Linked DNA regions of Sus scrofa: region 2 is linked to region 1. The links are chromatin contacts, called in public Hi-C maps. All regions are on one chromosome and are shown on one strand. The core of a region is the stretch at or near the end of the contact, and the rest is flanking DNA. Distances in the headings are between cores, read along the strand shown. Region 1 holds the start of CCDC114 (coiled-coil domain-containing protein 114). Region 2 overlaps SULT2B1 (sulfotransferase family 2B member 1).

The links. A called contact is a pair of places that touch in the nucleus more often than the background predicts.
Region 2: a contact with region 1 is called in a Hi-C map of embryonic fibroblasts, with 1.9 times the contacts expected there. The contact joins the enhancer-like site here to the promoter of CCDC114 in region 1. A contact is called at or near these places in 1 of 5 promoter capture datasets (liver), 1 of 47 Hi-C or Micro-C datasets (embryonic fibroblasts) and 2 of 2 datasets of contacts at active chromatin or transcription factors (alveolar macrophages and skeletal muscle).

The regions. Positions count from the first base shown.
Region 1 is chr6:53,751,683-53,756,314 of Sscrofa11.1, forward strand. CCDC114 (coiled-coil domain-containing protein 114) reads right to left here and starts at 2,826. Exons shown (of 15, transcript XM_021094655.1): 1 at 2,709-2,826; 2 at 1,362-1,833; 3 at 131-230. The coding sequence starts at 1,431.
Region 2 is chr6:53,940,502-53,945,133 of Sscrofa11.1, forward strand. All of the region lies in intron 1 of SULT2B1 (sulfotransferase family 2B member 1), which reads left to right. Among named protein-coding and RNA genes, the nearest start is that of SULT2B1, 15 kb to the left of the region's middle. Within about 2 kb of position 1,955, at least 14 of the 83 cell types and tissues checked have an H3K27ac peak or open chromatin away from gene starts, as enhancers often do. A contact at or near this core is called in embryonic fibroblasts and skeletal muscle, where this site is marked.

The DNA of each region.
Region 1 (4,632 bases), core at 1,576-4,075:
AGGGGCAGAGCTCAGCATCACTAACGTCCTGACATTCTGGGCCTGCCCTTTGGCCACAGCCCCGGGAACCCAGCCCCCAGCCTCATTAACAGCCCATCCCCAGCTCTAGGGACCCAGGCGCCTGGCTCACAGTTGCTTGTTGATGCGCTGGTGGACTTCCTTGCTGTAGGCTCGCCTTTCACCCTCCATCACTTTGCATTGCCGCTGCAGTCTGCTCAGCTCCCAATCCACTGAGGCAGGACGAAGCCAGGGACTCAGGAGGAACCCAGCTCCCAGGCCCTTCCTCCCCAGGACCTAGGAATTTTGGCTCTGCAACGAAACTGCAGGCTCAGTTGCCAGCACCATTCTAGGGCTGCATCTCAGTTTCTGTATCCCCAGGCTTCCTCACCCCTTCATACTCCCTGCACTGCAAGCTGACTTCCCCATTTTTTCCCTAAAACCACTCCTGCCGCAGATGGTTGCATACAACTGTCTCCCCACTAGAGGGCACTCCTGGAGGCCTCACAGTCCTCAGGGACCAAAGCACCAACCTGGCACTTGGGAAAGCTGAGGACAGGAGCCTAGGCCCCCAGAGGCACCACTCTCCTTCCCTCCCTTCCTTTCTGCCCCAACACCCACCCAGCAGTGCTAATTCCCACCCTCCTGCCTCCTCATCCTCAGCCCATCCCCTAGGTTCAGGCCTCATTCTCTCTCCCTGAACCATCATTACCCCCTCCTCCTCTTCAACCTGCCGGCCTTTCCTCACAGCCACAGAAGCCCTAGACCCAGGACTCACCCTGGACAAAGTCCCAGCTCCCCAGCCTGGTGTTCGAGGCCCCACAAACCCAATCCTACCCACCGCTCCAGGCTCTCCACCATTTCCCCATCTCCCAGCCGTTCTCAACCAGGAGCAATTCTACCCCCTAAGGACATTTGGCCATGTCTGGAGACATTTTTGACTGTGCAGGCATGGATTGCGGGTGCTTCTGGTGTGCAGCAGGGGGGGGGGCGGGGGCGCAGGGATGCACCTAGTACCCTCCAATGCCCAGGACGCCCCCACCCATAGCAAAGAACGTTCTGACCCCAGGTGTCAACGGTGTGGAGGCGGAAGAACCTTGCTTTGGTCACATGCTGTTCTTTCTGCTCACTCTTCCCTTCCTTCTCCTGGTGGAAATTCCTGGGAGCAGTTCTGGGCCCCACTCAAACGTCTCCTCCTACAGGAAGTCTTCCTGGCCATCCCACTCCCCAGGCTTGGGCTACTATCTGCTCCCCGCCTCCACAGGGCTGTCCTGAAAAGCCTCCCCATCCACGGGGCCCCAGCTGCACAGGACCTGAAACAGGACAAACTGAGGGAAAGAATGAATCAAGAATGTACGAATTACCCATTCCCTCCAAGAAGGCCTCGCTTCCATCTTCGGAGCGGGTGCTCCCAGCAGAGAGTCCCAAAGGCATCTTGGCCAAAGAGGACCCCTTCAGGAGGCGAGCAGGAGAGGGCTAGGAGGGTGGGTGATGAAAGGCAAAAGGCTAGGAACTGATCCCAGAACCAGCTCTGGCCTCTCTTTGGGTCGCAATCCCTCCAGCGGGTTGGAGGGGGCATCTCTCAGGCCTCTTGCCATGCCCCTCCCGACCTCCCACCTCTCACACTCTCTGTCTTGCGTCGCGGCTCTGATTCTGGCGCGGGGGACAGGTCCTCTAGGCTCTCGGTATCTCTGATGGGGGCGGTTTGGGGAGGCGGCTCACAGAGGAAGGAGAACCACCCCACCCCCGTCGGCTGAGGGGAGCGAGGCCGGTCCCTACCTGCCGGAGTGCTGGACCTGTCCTGGGTACTCCAAGCTCAGTGTTGTGGTCTGGTTACTGGGGAGATAAGAGACCAATGAGGCCTGGGGACAGCAGCCGGGGAGGGACCAAGGCCACAGAAGAAAGCCGTGGGAGGGGCGGCTGGGGAGGAGGGGCTAGGAGGCCGCGAGGAGACCTGCGGGGAGCTCGGGTGCTGTGAACAGATGTGCTAGGGGAGCCCAGCAAGCGGCGGGACTGGAGGGCTGAGGGGGCGGGGCTCTAGGCCTTACGAGGGGCGGGGCTGGAGGCCTTGCGAGGGGCGGAGCCGTAGAGGCCTACGATGGGCGGGGCTGGAAGGGCCTCTGAGGCGAGGCCGGCCTGAGGGTGTGGGCTTCAGGGCTTGCGAAGGAAGGGCAGGGCTGGAGGGGCCCAAGAGGGTTGTGGCTGGGGGACCTTGTGAAGGCAGGGACGCAGATACCGGTGCAGGGCGGAGCTTCGGGGCCCTGAGGGAGGGGTGCAAGGATACCTGTAAAGGGCGTGGCTGCGGGCCTTGTGAAGGGTGGGGCTTCGGGGGCTGGTGAGGGGCGTGGTTGGAAGAACACGTGAGGGGCCTGGTGGGAGGGCGCAGGAAGTACGCGGATTCCAGAGCTTGTGGTAGACAGGGCTAACTAGGAGGCACTCAGGCTTGGAAAGCTTGGGGGAGGTCCTGATGGTCTGTTGGGGTCGTCAGGGGCGCGATGTGTGTTTCCGGGAGGGGATATCTGAGCCAAAGGAGTCTGTGGAGGCGGGGCTGGGAGGGAAACGTCTGGAAGGTTTTGGAGCTGGGCCAAGGTGTTTCGGGATGGGGCGCGAGAGATGCGCGTCTTCAGATGATTAAGATCACGTTATTTTGAGGATTCATTAGCAAGGTGGCGGTGCCGATGCTGGGAGTTGCTAGGGGAAGGAGCGCTCACCACTGCCTCAGGTCCTCGAAGCGGCGCACTACGCATGCGCGGCCAACGGCCTCGGGAAAGGCAGCCAAAACCCCTCAACCACTTAAGAGGTCCGCGCACTGAGAGGCGGAAGTGGGCGGGGTCTAGGGCGCTCTGTGTTGTCCCGCTTTCCGGCCCCGCCCTGTGGTCACGCCCCCTCGCGCCACAGGGCACGCCCCCTTGACGGCAGGCTGCTGCCCACGTGGGCCTCCTCCAAGCGGGAGGGCAGTGGGCGCAGCTCCCTGCAGGCTGGGTGTGTCTGACGCCTGCGGTTTCCTGTGGGAGGAAGCGACCCGCTGGCGCTCAGCTCGTGGCCTTGGAGGCCCAGATAGGGGAGATCCCACCACGAGTCCCTTGAGTTTCCCCCCTTCTACAGGATCCTAGCATGGGGGACCCCCGCCTGGAACATCCCCAGGGTACCCAACTCCGGCGCTGATTCCACTCAGGGAACTTGATTCAGAGGTCTAGCCTCCTGTTCTCCACTTCCTCCCGCTCAGATTTTCATTTCCCTAGCCCCTGGTTCCCAGACTCCTCCCAGGACCCAGGTCCAATCCAATTTACCTCCACTCCAGGAAGAGCATGGGATCTCAGGTCTCATGTTTCCTCCAGTGACCCAGACTTTCTAACTTATTCAGGGCCTGAGTTCAGACCCCCAGTCTCTGTTCTTCTCCAAGATGTAAGATGGAACTACTTATCCCCCCCCCATTTTATTTAGTATTTTCATTTTGTACTCCCAACTTTTTAGCCTTGGGCCCAATGGACCCAAGAATTTGCCACTTCCCCAAATCCTAGAGACCTTGATCTCAGGTCTCCCAGTACTGAATCCACTCAGAGCCCCAATGACTAGCATCACAAGCACTTACCACAGTGCTTACTATGTGCCAGTCACTCCTCTAAGAACTGCTCTGTGATGTATTTACTATTATTATACCTATTTTACAGACAGAAACTGAGGCATAGCAAAATTAGTAACTTGCCCCCAAATCACAGTTAATGAGTCAAGCAGCTTTTATTTGAATCTAGCCAGTGTGTCTCTATAGAGTCTGTGCTACAGTGGTACCCAGCTTCCAGGTCTCCCGGGTTACTGGACCGCCCCTCCCTCACACCTTCAAGGAGCCCAGATGACCAGCTGCTTTCGGTCTTCTAGTTGTGGCCCCATCATATACCCAGACATCCCCTCATCCAGTTCCCTTCCCTTGGAGGGACCCAGGATTTTCAGTTCTCCAGCTTTCACTCCACATCAGAACCCCAGGCACCTAGTTCCCTTGTCCTTGCCAACACCCAGGTACACCCAACAGCACCCAAGCCTGCCAAGAGACCCAGGTACATAGTGGTCATCACCTCCCATCCCAGCACAGTAACCCAAGAATAAATAATAATAATATCATTATTATTATAGTTTACATTAAGTCCCTGGTACTGCACTTCTGTTTAAAACCCTCCAATGGTTTCCCACTGCACTTAGAATAAAATCCAAACTCCTCCTCTGGGCTTCAAGGGCCTCTTTGATTTCCCTTCCTACCACTCCCTCTAGCTCCCTACGTTCTAGCCACACTGGCCCTTCTGTCTGCTCCCCAAACAACCTGAGCTTGTTCTCAAAGGCCTGTGCACTTCCTCCCCCCACCCCCCGCCAGCATTCAAATGACTCCTGCCTTCAAGTCTCAGCTTAGATGTCACCTTCTCAGAGAAGCCTTGCCTGATCACCCTTATTTTTCTTTATTTCTTTATTTTTTATTGTTCTCTTTTTAGGGCTGCACCTGTGGCACGTGGAGGTTCCCAGGCTAGGGGTATAATCGGAGCTACGGCTGCCAGCCTACACCACAGCCAGCAACACAGGATCTGAGATGTGTCTGTGACCTACACCAAGCTCACGGCAAAGCCAGATCCTTAACCCACTGAGCGAACC
Region 2 (4,632 bases), core at 705-3,204, 190 kb after region 1:
TCTAAGCCATGTCTATAACCCACACCACAGCTCACCGCCATGCTGGATCCTTAACCCATTGAGTGAGGCCAGGGATCAAACCTGCATCCTCATGGATACTAGTCAGGTTCATTACCTCCGAGCCACAATGGGAACTCCCTACTTGTTTTTATTTATTTATTTTGTTTGTTTTTTAGGGCTGCACCTGAGGCATATGGAAGTTCCCAGGCTAGAGGTCAAATCAGAGCTACAGCTGCCGGCCTACACCACAGCCACAGCAATGCAGGATCCAAGCTTCGCCTGTCATCTACACCACAGCTCACGGCAATACTGGATCCTTAACCCACAGAGCCAGGCCAGGGATCAAACCCGAAACCTCATGGATCCTAGTCACGTTCATTAGTGCTGAGCCGCAACGGGAATGCCCCTACTTATTTTTTAAACATAATTAAGATACTACTTTATATCTGTCTCTTGTCAAACATTACACTTTTTGTAATATCTCAGTCATCTTCCCAAATAAATGCCACTTCTTCACTCCTCTAACATTTTATTATGAGATTTTCAAAACTTATAAAAATGTTGGTGGATGGGAATTCTCTTCGTGGCTCAGTGGTTAACGAACCTGACTAGGATCCATGAGGATGTGGGTTCAATCCCTGGCCTCGCTCAGTGGGTTAAGGACCCGATGTTGCCATGAGCTGTGGTGTAGGTCGTAGACGCAGCTCGGATCTGGCATTGCTGTGGCTGTGGCTAGACTGGCAGCTACAGCTCTGATTCTGCCTCTAGCCTAGGAACTTCCTATGCCGTGGGTGAGGCCCTAAAAAGCAAAAAAAAAAAAAAAAAAAAAAGTTGGTGGAATGATTTAATGAACTGCTCTCTATACCTGCTATCCCTAACATTTTATTATACTTGCTTTATCCTATGTCTGTGCGTCCTTCTCTCCATCCAGCCATCCTTCTTATTTGTGGTGAGTTTCAAAGCAGTAAGCCACAGACATCAGAACATTCACCTTAAACTTGCCAGGCTGCGTATACACAGACTTCGATATTGGCTTATGGCTTTTTCCAGATGGAAGCTGTTTCTGTGCGGTACATTGCACGCATGTGAAATGCGCCAGTTTGAGACATATATGCGTAACCCAAATCCACAGAAACGCCTCCTTTTGAATGGCTGGATTTCAGTGTTTTCCAGCTGTGATCCAGTTCATCCAGTTCTGATGTATCTAACCAGTTCTCTGTTGTTCAGGTTCATCTTATAAACGATGCTGCAAGTAGCCTCGCGGTACCTATATCCTGGGCACTTCCTCAAGGGCACCCACCCAGGAAATGCCTGGGGGTCAAGTTCATTGGTGCATCTAATAGATGTAATGGACTGTTGCCTGTCTGATGCTGGTTCTTGGAGGCGGGAGACGCGAGACGCAGAATTTCGGCTCCCTTGTAACCGCATTACTAGTGGGGAAGATGGATTGAAAGAAGTCACTAGACAAAGAAAATAGTTGCTAAGTATTAAGAGGACTAGTGAAAGAAATAAACAGGATGGATGCTGCGATAGGTAAAAATGCACCCTGGACGCGCGCACCCTCTGCTTTGGGGGAGGTGGCCTGTATAATTTACAAGCTGCCAAGTGACCTCGCAGAGAGGTTCCTCTAATCATTCCCCACCCCACCCCCTGGGCCGCCTGCCACCGCAGCCAGGAGTAGGAGGGCGAAAGAACCTGATTCTCCGCGCTGCGGCCAAGGCATGAGTCATTCCGCTGAGGTGGAGGTGGCCGGAGGTGGGGACGCTTGCCCAGATGGGCTCCAAGCACAATTTCGGGAGGCGAGGCAAGGCACTCCTGCAAGGGAGACCAGCCCGGGCGAAAGCAGAGCAGCTGACGCCGGGCGTTCTGGCAACGAGGCGCACTGAACCCAGCCCGGGCTCCAGGAGCCTTGGCGCTGCGCTGCCTGCGGAGAAAGTCAAGTGGACCACAGGCGCCCGCTGTGAGTCAGCAAAGTCCTCCTGAAACTGAATCGCATTCCTGGAGGGCGGGGCCGCTCACAAGGTGGGGGGGGGCGGCGGTTCCCGTCCCACCAGAGCCCTGAACCCCCGTGGCCTCTCCCTTCTTTTGCACTCATGGTCCCCTCTGGTCCCCACACAACACTGGTCCCTCCGCTCCTTCAGGTCGGCTCGACCTCCACCGATCTCAGCGAGCCCTCGCCTGACTCCATCCGTCTCAAACTGCAAACCCTCCTGACCCCAGACGCACCCCATCCCGCACCGCTTCAGGTTTTCCCACCCCCTTCCGAGGCGCTACTTGTAAAACATCCTGCTTTAACGTTATTGTTCATTTAAATGTAAACCGCATTAGGTTTGGTTTTGTTTTGGGGGCGTTTTTTGGCTTTGTTTTGTTTTTTGTTTGTTTTTTGGCTTTTGTATCCCTCCGCTCCTGGCACATAGTAGGCATTTAGTGAAAATGTGGGGGCTGAGGAGTGCCCGCTGTGGCGCCATGGAATGGCCAGTGTCTCTGCAGCACCAGGATGCAGGCCGGATCCTCTGCCCAGCACAGTGGGTTAGGATCCTGCATTGCCTCAGGTGTAGCTTAGGAGGCAACTACCTCTTGAATCTTAATCCCTGGCCAGAGGTTTAAGATCCATATGTCATGGGGCGCCCCCCACCCCCAAAAAAATCTCTGGGCTGAATTAATGAATTTGCCTCCCCTCAGGCTAAATGGCCTAAAGGTCCGAGATGGGGAGCTCTCTTTGGACATCAGACTGGATGTCCCCCATCACTGCTCATTCTTCAAATGAGACCAGAGAGGGCTTGAGAGTGATCTCAGGTCACACAGCACATCCAAGCCAGGCCTGGAATGTAGGCAGGAGTTGCTTCTCTGCACAACCTGGGTAGCCAAGAGGGATGCTGGCCGGCGGGATGTCTTATTATACTAATGGCTAATGGGCATTAAGTATTTATAGGAAGGAGGTTTTTTAAAAAAAATCAATCAGTGAAATTGATTTGTGTGTGAGCGAGTGTATCACTTTATGAATTTTAACACATGTATAGATTTGTGTAACCATCACCACAGTCAGGATACAAAACTGCACCATCAACCCTTGAAGGGTCCACCCTATCCCAGTCCTAGCTGCCCCACCCCCACCCGCAGCCCCATTTCCCCCCCCCCCGCCCCGCTACTGATTTATTTCCTGTTCTTATACTTCTGCGGGTGTGTGTGGATGTGTGTGGGTGTGTGTGGTGTTTCATTGGCTGCATCTGCAGCATTTGGAAGTTCACAGGCCAGGGATTGAACCCATGCCACAGCAGTGACAACGCCAAAATCTTTAACCACTAGGCCACCGAGGAACTCCCCTGTATTTTCAAAAGTGATCTATGCCTTTCCTATTGCTGCTGCAGCAAATGACCACCAATGGAGTGGCTTAAAGCCATACAGACGTACGCACCTGCATTTCTGTAGGTCAGAAGGCCAACTCCAGCATGGCTGGGCTCACATCGAAGCATCAGCAGATTGGCGTTCCTCCAGGGTCCTTCTGTGCCTTTTCCAGCTCCTGGAGGTCACCCGCATCCCTTGGCTTGTGGCCCCTTCCTCCATTTTCAAAGCCAGCTGCATGGAATTCCCTGGTGGTGCAGCAGGTTAAGGATCCAGTGTTGTCACTGCTGGGGCTTGGGTTCAATCTCTGGCCCAGGAACTTCCCTAGGCTGCAGGAGCGGCCAAAAAGAAAAAGAAAAAAGGGCCAGCTGTATAGGATCTCGCAAACTCCCTTCTCTCTAACCTCTGCTTGTCTTTACATCTTCTTGCTCTGATTCTGACCCTCTTGCCTCCCTCTTATAAGGACCCTGTGGTTACATTCAGGACTCACCGGCCTCTCTCCCAAGTTCAAAACCCCTAACATAACCGCAGCTGCAAAATCCCTTTTATGGTGCAATGGAACGTATTCGCAGTTTCTGGAGATGGGGCCACGGATGTCTGGAGGCCATCATTCTGGCCACTGTAGTCCCATAAATGGAAATAGGCAGGTTGTGACCTCCTGAATCGGCTTCCTTCCTCCACAATGCCTTTGAGACTCATTCATATGGTTGTGGGTATCAGAGTTTTGTTTTTAGGAGTTCCCCAGGGGCCTAGCAGTTAAGGATCCAGCACTGTCACTACTGTGGCTCAGGTCACTGCTGTGGTGCAGGTTCGATCCCTGGCCCGGGGAACTTCTGCACGCTGTGAGGGCAGCCAAAAAAAAAAAAAAAAAAAAAAAGAGTTTCTTGTCTTTGCTGAGTAGTAATTGTGTGGTATACCTGTACTTCCGTTTATCCACTCACCTGTTGACGAATATTTGGGTCGTTCTCAGTTTTCAGAATTCTAAACAGGGCAGCTATATAGATGTTGGTGAGAATACGAGTTTTTGTTTCTCTCGGGTGGAGCCCCAGGAGGGGGAGAAACTTTGCTTTAAAATCTGTGCGTATATTAAGATGTTTCATTGAGGTCTATGAATAGGAGCTCCCGTTGTGGCTCAGTGGGTTAAGAACTTGACATAGTGTCCACGAGGATGCGGGTTCAATCCCTGGCCTTGCTCAGTGGGTTAAGGATCCAGCGTGGCTGTGGTGGTGGTGTAGGCTGGCAGCTGCAGCTCTGATTCGAACCCTAGCCCAGGAACTTCTATATGCCGTA